Linked DNA regions of Mus musculus: region 1 is linked to region 2. The links are chromatin contacts, called in public Micro-C maps. All regions are on one chromosome and are shown on one strand. The core of a region is the stretch at or near the end of the contact, and the rest is flanking DNA. Distances in the headings are between cores, read along the strand shown.

Region 1 (6,763 bases), core at 3,742-6,241, 190 kb after region 2:
GCAAGTCAAAGAGGCATACTCATGAGCATGCTGCCCTCGGAAGGCCACAAGTGAGAAAGCTGAGAGGCCAGCACACCTCCTGGCTCACAGGGAGGGAAATCACCCCCTCTACTGGCTAAAGCATGTCATCTTCTGACGCATTTGCCAGCTGGTTTAAGTAGTCTAACCATCTTAATTCATAAATAAATCATAAATGTATCAATGCAGCACACAAACTAAAGGATAAGTGCATCGCAATAGTGTTTATTCTCAACACCAAATAGAGACAAGCAAAGTTAATAGCACAAACTTGCAAATCTTGAGCTAGAACAATGCCCATCTCACGCTTATAGACCGGGACACTGAAACCCCTATCTATCTTCTTTCACCTTTCCCCTTTTGTTATTCTGAGATAGGGTCTCTCTGTGCAGCACTGGCTGTCCTGGAACTCAGTCTGTAGACCAGGCTGCTCCCACCCTCAGAGTGTGTTGCCTCCCTCCCTCCCTCCCACATGCTGTGATTACAACAGGTTTGGCTCACCACGCCAGGCTTCACCAGCTTTGGTTTATTTTTGTTTTGAAACATAAAAAAACACATATAAATGTAAGGTTTTTAAAATAAATATAAGTTTTGCACCTTTACTGTTCCAAACACTTCATCTTTAATGTGGCCACCTCCAAATTCTTTCTTCAGAGTCGCTCTTGTTGCCGCATACAGCATTTTCTGACGTACCTATGCAATTGTGAAGGTTTTAGATGTTAACAGTATTAATTTTATAAAATATACCATTATAAAAGCACGGATGTATTAAAATCTTCAGTACTTAAACAGATCAGGCTGACACTGACAGCTGTAAAATGGGTGTCTAAACCATTAATAACCGTTACGGTAGGTCTTAAATTATGTAGGATGCTTGTTTAAAATACAAAATAAGCTCCTGGCTTTACAAAGTACAAAACTGGCTGTTAGAATAAAGAATAGCCTAAAGTACTGTTTGAAACTACGAGGGGGATCAATACAAAGCAGCCTTTGCCGTGCTATTTGACTCAAAGCTACTGGGTAAGCATCACGTGTTCCTGGGCTCGGGATGGCGGATGCTGCTGGGGGAGCAACACTGGGATGGACATGTGCTCGATTAGTGAGGAGCCGGAGAAGCTCTCAGGGGTCACGATTAATTAGCACAAACGATTTCATAATTCCAAACAGGGAAATCTGCTATTTCTTCCAGACAGAATGAAAATCAGGTAATCTTTTCAGAATATCTAGATGGTATTAAAAAGTCAGCTTCTTATCATAAACCCCAGATTCTTTAAAATACCGAGCAACATTCACATCCAATTCCACCTTTTGCTGTATTTCCGTCTACTATCAGATGTTTGTGTGTTTGGGGGGAAAGATTATCCCTCTATGGGAAAAGACTGCCGCTTCTAACCCTTCCTTTAGCCTGAAAATACTTCATTAAAAAAAAATTCTTCCTAGCATTTAACGCCAAACAAACAAACAAACAAACAAACAAGCAAACCAAAACTACAAAAAAATTACTCACATGAGAATGATCTGGAGACCATGCAATGAATATCCATTCATATCCCTGGGCATTCTGAGAGTCTAACCTGAATAATACATAGCACGGCTGCTTGTCCTCCAGCAGGGGCAAGACAAAGGAGTCGTAGTCCTGTTCCCAGGAGTCTGAAGGTGGACTACAGGAGCCAACCACCAGTTGCTCTATGAAAGGAGAATTTGAAACAGATGAATGCAGTGTCGTATCGGACGCTAAACTAATGAAGACAAGAAGAGTGACGTAGGTCTCAACTCCTATAGTAACAGTGCAGTTAAATGTTCAAGTAGAGGTCAAGCAGAGTTCTATTTGTTAAAATGTTGAAAATGATCACATATAGAGATATAAAATTTTATACCATATATACAACTTCATTTATGACTCAAAACTGTAATTCTTGAAATTAATTATTAAATTATAAAGAACTACAAAGCAAGCTTCAGCTCCTACTAACAACACTACTCGGTTTAACTGTTGCCTGAACACAAACTACAACTGCGAGTCGCCACACGCTTCAAGTGCTGTCTTGTAGAACTATGTAAGATTATGAAGGGTGTTTTCCCAGGCAGCTGTCTGTCCCCACAGACAGACATGCACTTCAGCACGACACAGCAACAGGGCAAACCCACGACAGCTTCCACCTTCCCCGTAAGAGAACACGCCGTGGTACAGTCACATAAAAATACTGTTTGTGTTTTAAAGTCATCATATGCTAGCAACACAAATCCACCAGAAATCCCAGAAATAAAGATCAAGAATATAACAATATGCACTTTATATGAACTTAAAAACAGCATTATGTGCTAAAGATGATGGATTTTATATATGTGTGTGTGTGTGTCTCTATCTATCTTTCCAACTGTAGATGCTCCACGAAAAGAAAAGTACAGCTGTCAAAGCTGTCCTTCATTAGAGAGACAGTAACAGTTAACAAGGTCTGGAACAAACTATAAAGTACTAGGTCATTAAGTTAAGAGGTGGGTATTTATGTTTCCATTCTCTGAAACTTACTAGTTTAACAATTTTCTCAAGATTAAAAAAACAATTGGAAAATATTTAAGAAATAGAAATTTTCTTCCTAAAGTATGAATTAGATACATTTTATCTTTCCATTTTGCTTACTGACCGTCACAATTTTAGCTGCTTTGAAGTATATACATTTGTTCCTACAGACTTTAAGATTTCCTAAACTAGTTTCACAGTTAAATATATAAGCAGAAAATGGAAAACAAACTTAGTTTATTTCCAGTTTATGAAAAAAAACAAGTTATTTTTCCAAAACAAAATGTCTTAGGGTATTTGAGGCCAACAGAATATTTTCAGCACATTCATTTCAACATCGAGTTATTAACAGTTTCTTCAAATCCATCTCCTATCAGATATAGCCACTCAGCCAGTTTCCCTGTTCATAAAATTAACATTAAGGAGTCAATTTATAATTTGCCATTTTCTCAGAACGTTTGCAAACAAGAAAGGATCTCTGTATGATCCAATCAAGCAATAAACAAACAAGTATCTCAAATGTTTCTACTTCAAAACACAGCTCATTGAACAACTCACAAAATAATTAGTTTTGTTTTCAATAAATGCCCAGCTACTGATTTTCATTCTAGAAGCACTGACATTAGACATAGATTGTGCTGCAGAAAAACACACAACAGGTGAAGCCTCCACACCAGAAAGCACCTGCTGTCTCCGCAATGGCCGCCCCCAGTTTAAAAGGAAAACAGGCTGAAAGGCAAGCTCTGAACTTGCTTCATGCTGATTAATAGTTCAAATTACTCATAAGGCTTGGAAACCTGAAACTGTAACAGCTAACCCTCCAGGGGCACAGAGTATCTTAAAACTGTTAACTAACCATTTTCGATAGATATTTTCAGAAGTCTGTATTTCCCGTTTCTGGCTCGGGCAAAGATCTCTTTGACATCTTCGCTTGCTGTGGAAAATGATAAAGGGAAAAAGTGTTTAAACCTAGAAGTAGTTTAGTTTGTATTCACCTAAAGAAAACATAAATTAAAGAAACATGTGGAGCATACAGGCCCTTCTTATTGTTACTATAAAACAGAAGCATAAAATACCGGCCTTGGCGAGGAGCAAAAACTAAATACTAGCATTTAGAAGTACAGGAACTTCAACATTTTAGCCACAGAACTCAGTAGCAGAAGTAACACTAGGGTGAATGCTTTCAGTCAAACCCAGTAACAGACAAATTGCTCCATGTTTGAAAATGTTAACAAGTTGCTTCTAATAGTCCAATTTTAAGTTTGTGATGTGTGCTCCTTCATCAAATCATGTCCTGTATCTGTCCATCAAGAACAACAGGATCAAATCTCATATACTGATTAAAGAAAAAACCTGTAAAATACACTAGATCTTACATTTTTCTTGCATCTCTTTGTAAAAAGTTATAGAAGCCACCCAGGAAATAAACATTTAATAACCTATCCCTTGTGTAGTCATCATTGCTTCAAATTCGGTCTTGTGTTGTTGATTGCCAAGCAAGACTAATATTTATGTCTTGTTATATAAAAGGCTCAAACATTAAACAATAATTTTGATATATTTAAATGTCATAAGTAACACGGGGGAGATTAAGTGTTGTTAGATCGGAGACTATTTTTGCCTGCATGTGCACAGAATTAAGTGGTAGTGTCAAAAACCCTTAAAACACAAAACAAGTTATTAAGTGGTCACCCGGGGGAAAGGCTCGGTTAACTATTACGGGAAGTGCTCTAGTTTATATTAGAACTCGTTAAATAACCCCGGGATATATTATTTGATTCCGTAGGAGGTTGAGTACGTCCAAGTTGCCTATTTTCCAACCAGGAAATAATAAACGGCGAGTAAGATACACAAGTAAACTGCACATTCGACTGTCTCCACGGGGTTCATGAGGTGCAGCTACACAGATCAGACTTTGCAGCTGCCTGGGGTGCAAGCATCCAAAGATGGAAAAACACTCCCTACTCGGGATTTCTCCGGAAGGAAGGCACACCCGCGTTCTGAGAGAAAAATCCGGGGAGTTCGGGAGGCAGCCTACAGCGGTGGGAGCTGTTTGGTTTTCAAACGATCTGAGTGCTGGAGCAATCTCCTTTGGCGGGTCCCGAGGAAAAAGTCGCTCGGCTGGCCGGCGGCAGGAGCCCAGCCAGCTTCGGTCTTCCTGCTCTCGGCACGGGGGCCGGGATGCAGCGGGGTCGCCCGGGACATCCTCACATCCTCGGTTCTCTGGCAGCCACCACCGGCCTGTTACGTGGCGGCCGCCGGGGAGGGCCGCGAGGGACACAGTCGGGGCCGTCGCACCCAGAGCAGCTCCAATGCCGTGCGCGCCTCCAGCGTTCCGGCCCGCAGCCTCCCGGGAGCCCCTGCCCCGTGGCGCCGTTACCTTGGATGCCTGTCTGGTGGGACATGGCGGCGGCCCCAGGCTCCCGGCTCCGGCGCAGGGTGCGGTAGCGGCCCCGGCCGGCGGATCCAGGAAGTAGCGGCTCCGCCTGTGCGTCATCGGCCCGCGACTCTCAGCCCCGCCCCCAGCACCAGCCCCGCTCTCCAGCGCGACATAGACCCCGCCTAGGATCCCGCCCCCTGTTCTTTCACTGGCTACTTTCATTGTCGTCACAAGCCCCGCCCCTTAAGCCATTGGCCATGCCCTTTCCCGGCAATCACCCCCCCTTGCCCCCCCCCCCCCCCCCCCCGCTGCTGTTTCTGTCCAGGATGCACCTTCTGGCAGTGGGCTGTGTGTCTATCACACGCCGCAGCGACACACCTCATCAAAATGCTTTAGAGGGAAAAATGGCCATTTTCCGAAACAAACGCTTTCTACATGAAAGACATATCCTTTGCTGTAAAGAAAAGACCATTTTAAGGCGAAAGATAAAACAGTTAAACATTTGCAAAGCAAGATGGGGCTCAAGACCACTCCTGGCCCACTTTAAAATAAGAGACTGTAGAGTTCTCCATTATTTTCCCCGTGATTTGAATCTCAAGCTGTTCACTTTTCAATTGGTCACTATCACACAAAACCACTGTTCTCACCTCAAAAAAGAGAAAAAAAAGTCTATTCTGAAATCAAATATGTGCCCTATCAGGCGGGGAGGAGGCACTAATTCAGGTGACACCCCATCCCAAATATCATGTTTCAACTTGGTAACAGACTTATGAATTTTTTTTTTAGTACCAGAACAAAAGAAAATCACAAATCATCTTTAAAATATATTTGGTGGGGACATGGGGCTATACCCAAAGTGGCGAAATTTCTGCTACTGGTTCAGATATTATCTGAAGAGGGCATCTTTAACCTTTCAATGGGAGAAGCTAAGTGGTCTGTACATTTCCAAGGATGGACTCAGAAGTGGCTAGTAACTGGGATGGCCCAAGATAATTCAGCTTAGGACCTACACCACAGTCCTACACAATCAGGCACTTCTAATCAGCTAGGCAACCTTTTTGAGTCTTGAACAGGTTTGGGGTGGCTTTTTTTTTTTTCTGGAAATTTCAGCTCATAGCACTTTAAGAGACCTCATTGTCCTTTCTCTGGTTCCCCCAAAGAACTGAGTGTGAAACCACTGAGCCATTGAGCTGACCTGAATATCTCTCTGTGGTCAGCTCTACCCTTGGAAACCATTAACAGAGCTTTGCTTTAGGTTAGCCTTTGATTGCTTCAAGTCAAATGTGTGTTCGTAGTTACCTGGATGCAATACATTTGTATGGAAACAGCAGACAGGAGTTACCGTTCTTTCTCACTGTACACTTTTATCGGCATGCATTCCCCTGTGAAAGTTTATTCTATTGTTTATTTTTATGTATGTTTTCTAAGTAGAACTCTAGCTCTAGATTTTAAAGCCTTGGACTAATAAATATATTTATTTTTTTATATTCAAACTCGATTCAGGCAAATGACATAATGACAAGGTATGGAGTCCCTCTTCGAGTATAAAGCATTTTAAATAAGCCACTAAATAGGCCTGCAACTGCTTTTCTTTGTGGAGACCATAAGGGAAAAAAAAATGCTGTGTGCTGGTGCTTGTGATCTCAACTCGGTTCCTTTAACAGATCTTCACACCATGGATTAGCCCCATAAAATCTGGGTTTGGGGACTTCCTTGGGAGGTGTTCCATTCCAACACGGTCTTCCCAGCGGCGTAATGGTCCAGCCTGATTTACCAGTTTTAACTGAACTGTTGTTGCACAAGGGGAAAATTGTAGGGTTTGCTTGCAGGGTTTTTAGCTGATT
Region 2 (6,508 bases), core at 3,261-5,760:
AAGAATACAATCCACATGACCACATAAGATATATATATATATGAGAATATACTCCACATGGCCACAAAAGATACTCTATGAGAATACAATCCACATGGCCACATAAGATATATATGAGAATACACTCCACATGGCCACAAAAGATACTCTATGAGAATACAATCCACATGGCCACAAAAGATATATATGAGAATACACCCCACATGGCCACAAAAGATACTCTGTGAGAATACAATCCACATGACCACATAAGATATATATGAGAATACACTCCACATGGCCACAAAAGATACTCTATGAGAATACAATCCACATGGCCACATAAGATACTTTATGAGAATACAATCTACATAGCCACAAAAGATACTCTGAGAGAATACAAAACAAGCCGAGCACAACATCCAGTTTGATATCATCAGGAAACTGTTTCCTTCAACCAAGACTTCACTGCTCCAATGCCATCAATAAATAATTCGGCTAACTTGTAAGTGGTTAAGTTTGTCCCTGGGAAGAATAAGATCCACTAGGCAATGTGAGAGCAGAGTGAATTAGTGCTGCAAGGGATCTCTGTCTTTAAACATATTACGTGTTACATCCTGCCACATACATGGTAATAATAATATTCCAACTTACTAAATACAGACCCTAGTCTATTTATCAACATTATAAGATTAAAACCAATATCACTATGCAAGGTAAGAGGGGAGTGGGGGTGGGTGGCTATGGGGGACTTTTGGTATAGCATTGGAAATGTAAATGAGCTAAATACCTAATAAAAAATGGAAAAGAAAAAAAAAGAATTGAATATGAGGACTAATATCCTGTAATTCTATGTCAATCAATGGATCAGTATGTTTGATAGGCCATTATCACACTGCTCATAAATATTTTATAATACACTCTACTTCCCTATCCACTATATAGTTCAGAAACATATAAATCTTTGTTATAAAATCTTTGGATAAATATTTATGAAATAAAAATAAAAAACATTAGAAGGAACATATTGTGTGTGTGTAGTTAGGTAGACAGACAGACAGACAGACAAATAGATTATAGATATACACTTGTTCAAGAAAAGTACTTGCAAGACTTTTAGCCCCTTCTGGCTCTTGGGCTCAAAACATTACACTTAGGAATGAAAATTTAAAAAAAAAATCCAGGTTCATTAATATAATAAAAGAAAAAAATGTAAACACAAAGTCTCGTAAAAGTTTTTTTTTAATTAATGATACAGAAATGGAAGAAACACTGCTTTAAGTTGTGCCTTGGATTAACTGAACCCCAGCAACTAAATGGCATCAGTAAAACTGCTGGGTTTGAACAAATGGCTATAAAGACGGGATTCTGACAGTGTTTATTTGATCTTCCAGGTAGACTATGCATTATTTTTAAGCCTTTAAAGATAGAAATTTTTTCCTTAAAGTATAAATGTTTGTGTTATTGATGCTTCTGCTATATTGATGACATAAATATTTTACATTTATCTACAGCAGAAAGGAAAAAATTATTGGAGGTATTTTAGGTAAATACAACCATACTGACACACGCCTTTAATCCTGGCACTCAGGAGGCAGAGGCAGAGGCAGGTAGATCTCTGAGTTCGAGGACAGTCTGGTTTACAGAGCAAGTTGCAGAGCAGCCAGGGCTACACAGAAAAACCCTGTCTCAAAAACACACAAACACAAAAACAAACAAACAAAATACTAACTTGAAAAAAATATATAAGAAGACTTTCCAAAGATTCTAGCAATTGCCTTAGGGGGTTAATACTATGATAAACACCGTGAGCAAAGCAACCCGGGGAAGAAAGGGTTAATTTTGTCTTACAGCTTGTTGTCCATCATCCATGGAAGTCAGGGCAGAAACTCAAGATAGGAACCTAGAAGTACGAACTGATGCAGAAGCCGTAGAGGACCACCACCCACTTGTTGATGGCTTTCTCAGCTTGCCATCTTATACCATCCAGGACCACCAATCAATCCCAGGGTGCTACCACCATCCAGGACCACCAATCAACCCCAGAGTGGCATCACCAACAATGAGCTTGGCCCTCTGACATCAATCACTAATTAAGAAAATACATCACAGGCTTCCTGTGGCCAATCTGGTAGGCGTATTTTCTCAACTGCGGTGCCCTCTTCCAACATGATGTAAAAGCCTATATCAAGTTAACGGGACATCAATGCTAAGTAGCCAGAGGAGTAACTACCAAGGCTCTTGTCTAGGACATCATCTCAAACCCATGTGGAAGTATCTTTACATTTTGCATGGAGAGAACTACTACTACCAATGTTTGATACACATAATAAACCCTGTTGACTTTGTGCAACTGTCTGAACACCTCTCAGAAAGTATGATCTGTTCAATTTTATTAAGCAAATGTTGGGCTCACGAGAAACTTGTAGCTAAGTTCTGTGGCTGTAACACCAAGGACAGAGCAGCTTTGTTCGTCATAGGATGTTCTCACAGCACATTAGCGCTCAAATATGATGGCTTCACTCGTCACACGAACTGTAACAACACAGAGACTGCCAGATTCCGCTATTTCAGGCATTTGTAGGCAAGTGCGTATTCATGCATCACGAATTAGCTTGGTACTATCGTGATGTTTTAGTTAATTGACTCTCATTTTAACAATGTGATGCTGCATACTTAAAATGACCGTCCTGATAAGAGATTCTGGGTTGGTCCAGACTTCCTAAATATGTCATGGGAGGAGGTATTAAGAACCTGTTTTCAAGGAAGAAAACCAAAAACCAAATGAAACAAGGGAGTGATGTCTTATTTCATTCTCTCTCTCTCCCTCCCTCCCTCCCTCCAGTGAAGTTTCAAAACTCCCTCTCGTTTATTCTTGTCGTTTCTAGTTCTCTGGCACTAGCAACTATATCTGTGGACATATTTCATACCTTTCCAGATCCAGCTAGCATTTACCTTTTCCTTCTTCCGTGGATGGACATCCCCATACAGAAACAAAACGAACTTTCCCCAAATCTTGTCAGCCTCGGGAGCCTTTTTTTATTCAATTGTGCATATTCAATAATTTTTCCTTCCTTTCTGACACATTTACTAAGGTTAAGTAATTCAGGGGATTGGGCACCAATAGCTGCCCATAAAAATCCTGCCCGGAGGTTGTAGAAGCAGAACCCAGAGGCCACTCCTGAGCGCCTCTGGAGCACGTGACAAATGGATGAAAGATGCTCTCTCTCTGCCTGTGGTCTAGGCTCCTCTCTCTGGTGGTCTCTGAGGACTCCAAGGAACCTACTAGGAACCACCCACCATGCCCCAATCCCCAGACAGCCCTGGCCTGGATCAGAGAAAACTCATAGGGAGGTACAATCAGGCTTACCAGTCCTCCACAGAGACTGAAGACAGCAGTGTGGTCCTCTCGCGCGTTGACCTGGCCACGGTAGAAACAGTGGCGCAGGTCTGGGGACTCCGTGCTGCGCCCGCCTGGTCCAGGTACCGGGGTCCCCAAGTGCACCTCAGTGTAGCCTGCAGCCAGGAAGGCCGCATCAGCGCTCAGGTTCAGCTGGAAGAGCTGCCCGTAGGCGCTGATTCGGTAGTGGGTCCTGAACGGAGGAGGCTCCGGCACCCCGGAGCTACGTTTCTTCCGGCTGAAATGCCGGTTCTGGGGAAACACGTCTCCGAACTCATTGACCCGCGTGGGGGTCACCACTTCGTAGGAGGCCAGAGTCTTCACCAGGGCTTCTGCAACACACAGCGAAATGTCTATGAAGCCCCGACGCTGTCCAACCCACAAGCTCTTGAGCCAAGCATCCCTACCCAAGGTCCCCAGTTTTGGTCAGTCTCAGGGGCACGACAGATATACACACACGCACACACCTGGGCACCGTGGGCATGTACTGCTTTCCCACGGGTCCTATATGCTCTATACAGACCTTGCCACCCACCACCCAGCGCAGCCACCTCCTTGCCAGCCCCTCTTCTCTTCCCAGCCTCCAGCAACCCGTGTTGTCCGGATGCACGCTGCTCCATGCCCCACGCGTGCCCGCCGCATGATCAGGAGAGCGTGTCCCCAGAGATTCCACGACAACCAAAAAAGTCCTCGGGGATGCTCTGAGCTGGGTGGCCTGGGGTCTCCAACCAGTCTGCACCACCCACTCGCACCCGGCCCAAGCGCCCACGGCGACCTTACCCTGTCGTGGGTGGAAACGAACTTCCCAGGACCCAGTGAGAAGGAGCGAGATCGGGCAGAGCAACCCGGTCAGCCACTTGGCCACCCGCATGGCTGCACACAGGGGAGGGGATCCCGACTGGGAGGCCGCCCCAGGGCCGCCGGCTCCCCGAGCTCCGCTGCCCTCCTCCGCGCTCTAGCGGTTCTCCGCGGCGTCTCAGCAGCCTCCTGAGCACCCGGGACTGCACCCCGGCTCGCCTCGCCCCGCCGCCAGTCCCCGCTCCCGGCGCCGCTGCCTCATCGCGCGCTGCCCGCCTGGCTCTCTCAGGCCCGCGCGCCCCGCGCTCCCGCGCCACCCTGGGAAGCGCTCGCTGCCCGGCCCAGCGGGAACCGAGCCAGAGTAGCGGGGCGCGCGGGGCGGCGGAGGGCCCGCCCCCCAGGACCTGGTCGACCAATCAGCGGGAGGCGCGGCGGCTCGGCCTCCCGCGCAGCCCCTGCCCCGCGCAGCCCCGCCCGCGGGCGCGCGCACCGGGACCTCCCTGGCTGCAGCTCCGCGTCCCCAGGACCAGCCAGACCCCACGCACGTTGACAGGTGATAGGAGCACGGAGTGAAATGACAAGTGTCAGACCGGGGCCTATGCAATTCACGTTTGAGAGGTCCTATTCGGCTTCCCACGCAAAATAACCATCCGTAACCGGATGCTATCCATGGAGCTTGTGGTGAGGCTCAGTTTTTTGAGGGTCCCTGTGTGCAGGGAGACTCTGGAGTTTGGAGGATACGGAGCTAGAAGACTTGTGTATGACTGCATTAACCTATCTCTCTTGGTTGAGGAAGTTCAAGGAGGTCATTGGAGTCTCCAGAACTCCAGTCACATGTGATTACTGTTGCCTGTCTGCGCCTTTGGTTTTGTGCTTAAATATGCACAAAGGACTCTCCCCAAAACATACAAATGTCAAGAACCACGGAACATCTGCCTGTTTCTGGGACCAATCTCTCCACCGAGTGAAGAAAGCCCTCTGTCAATGTTAACTCTCGTCAACAATATCTGTAGCTCTGAATCCGTGCGCAAGGCCAGGCCCTACTGCAACGGACAAACTTTAGCATGAAGAGAAAAACAGCTTCTTTTCAAGGGTACTTCTCGTGTCCTGAGCTCACCTGTTTGATTTGCAGGATCTGCAATTACTTCTATTACCAGAACGGAAAAAAACGGGGGAGAGGGGCTGGGAGCCTTGAAATCCAACCAAGGCCATTAACCAGGGAAGGCAAACCTTCACGGATACAACGGGGTGACTGCAGCTCAGTTTGGCTTACAGTCACTGTTGCAGTCACTGTTGCGCTCTGGGCTCTTGGCCTTGGAAATTGCCCTCTAACCATACGTTCCCTCCTTCCATGTCACCGGTATCAATCTTCTGTTGTTGGCAGCACGGGTAGTAGAAGAGTTTCAGGAAGGGAGAGTCGAAACTTATATTTGATGGTGAAATCCCCAGCTGGGTGGTGGTATGGTAATCCTCACTCGCTCCTCTTTTCCTTCCCACTTTCCCACCAGTGCCATTCCATCCACCAGAGAATTAGAGAGCATGGCAGGTTTAGGTTAGAATGTGGTGGTCTTAAAGAGAACAACAACGGACTTTACCCACAACTGTGCGTTTAACCTTTACCATCCTCCACGCTGGGCACTTTAATGGCATGCAGCTCTGAGTACATCTTGGCATTTGGAGCCAGGCCTTTCCACCTACAAAGACCCGAAACCAGAATCATACCACACTAATTGCTACCCGACTGCTGAGAGACACCTTGTTTTCATCGCTGAAGGTTCAAAGCATCAAAGCAGTGCTGGTAACGGAGCGTTTCGTTTTCAACACATCTGACATTTTGGAAATATTGTGTTCATGGGACAGTTCATGTGCTGTCTGTGTCACTCTAATCTTATAGATATATTTTAATTAATCCTCTGAGAATTCCATACAATATGTTCTGCCCCCAGTCACCGCCTTTCCCCGCCCCCAACTCCTCCCAGGTCTGCTCCCAACTTGCCAGTATTCTCGCAACTTTGTGTCCTATTATTTAATAGCCTCCGGAGGAGTCCAGTTTGCATTGTCTACTTACTCTTGGGAATAGGGCCATTCACTGGAGTGCGGTTAATAGGGCCATTCACTGGAGTGCGGTTAAACTATAGTGAAACTCACCGGTATAGAAAACAGACTCCTGTCCCCCCAGAAATGACCTGTCCACAGCTGGTGTGTGCCCATGCACCGGTCACACTCCAAGCTAGAACGTTGACTTGCATGAACTAAATGCAGATTTAATGCAGACAGCCACAGCTGTCGTGAAAGTATACACGCAGCCACACTGTCATGTCCAGGAGACAA

What was found. A called contact is a pair of places that touch in the nucleus more often than the background predicts.
Region 1: a Micro-C map of embryonic stem cells shows a contact between it and region 2, with 3 times the contacts expected there. The contact joins the promoter of Twf1 here to the promoter of Adamts20 in region 2. A contact is called at or near these places in 2 of 484 Hi-C or Micro-C datasets (embryonic stem cells and muscle stem cells).

The regions. Positions count from the first base shown.
Region 1 is chr15:94,584,833-94,591,595 of GRCm38.p6, forward strand. It overlaps Twf1 (twinfilin actin binding protein 1), which reads right to left and starts at 4,992. Exons shown (of 9, transcript NM_008971.4): 1 at 4,920-4,992; 2 at 3,396-3,473; 3 at 1,526-1,704; 4 at 616-711. The coding sequence starts at 4,944.
Region 2 is chr15:94,399,840-94,406,347 of GRCm38.p6, forward strand. It overlaps Adamts20 (a disintegrin-like and metallopeptidase (reprolysin type) with thrombospondin type 1 motif, 20), which reads right to left and starts at 4,511. Exons shown (of 39, transcript NM_177431.5): 1 at 4,160-4,511; 2 at 3,350-3,711. The coding sequence starts at 4,250.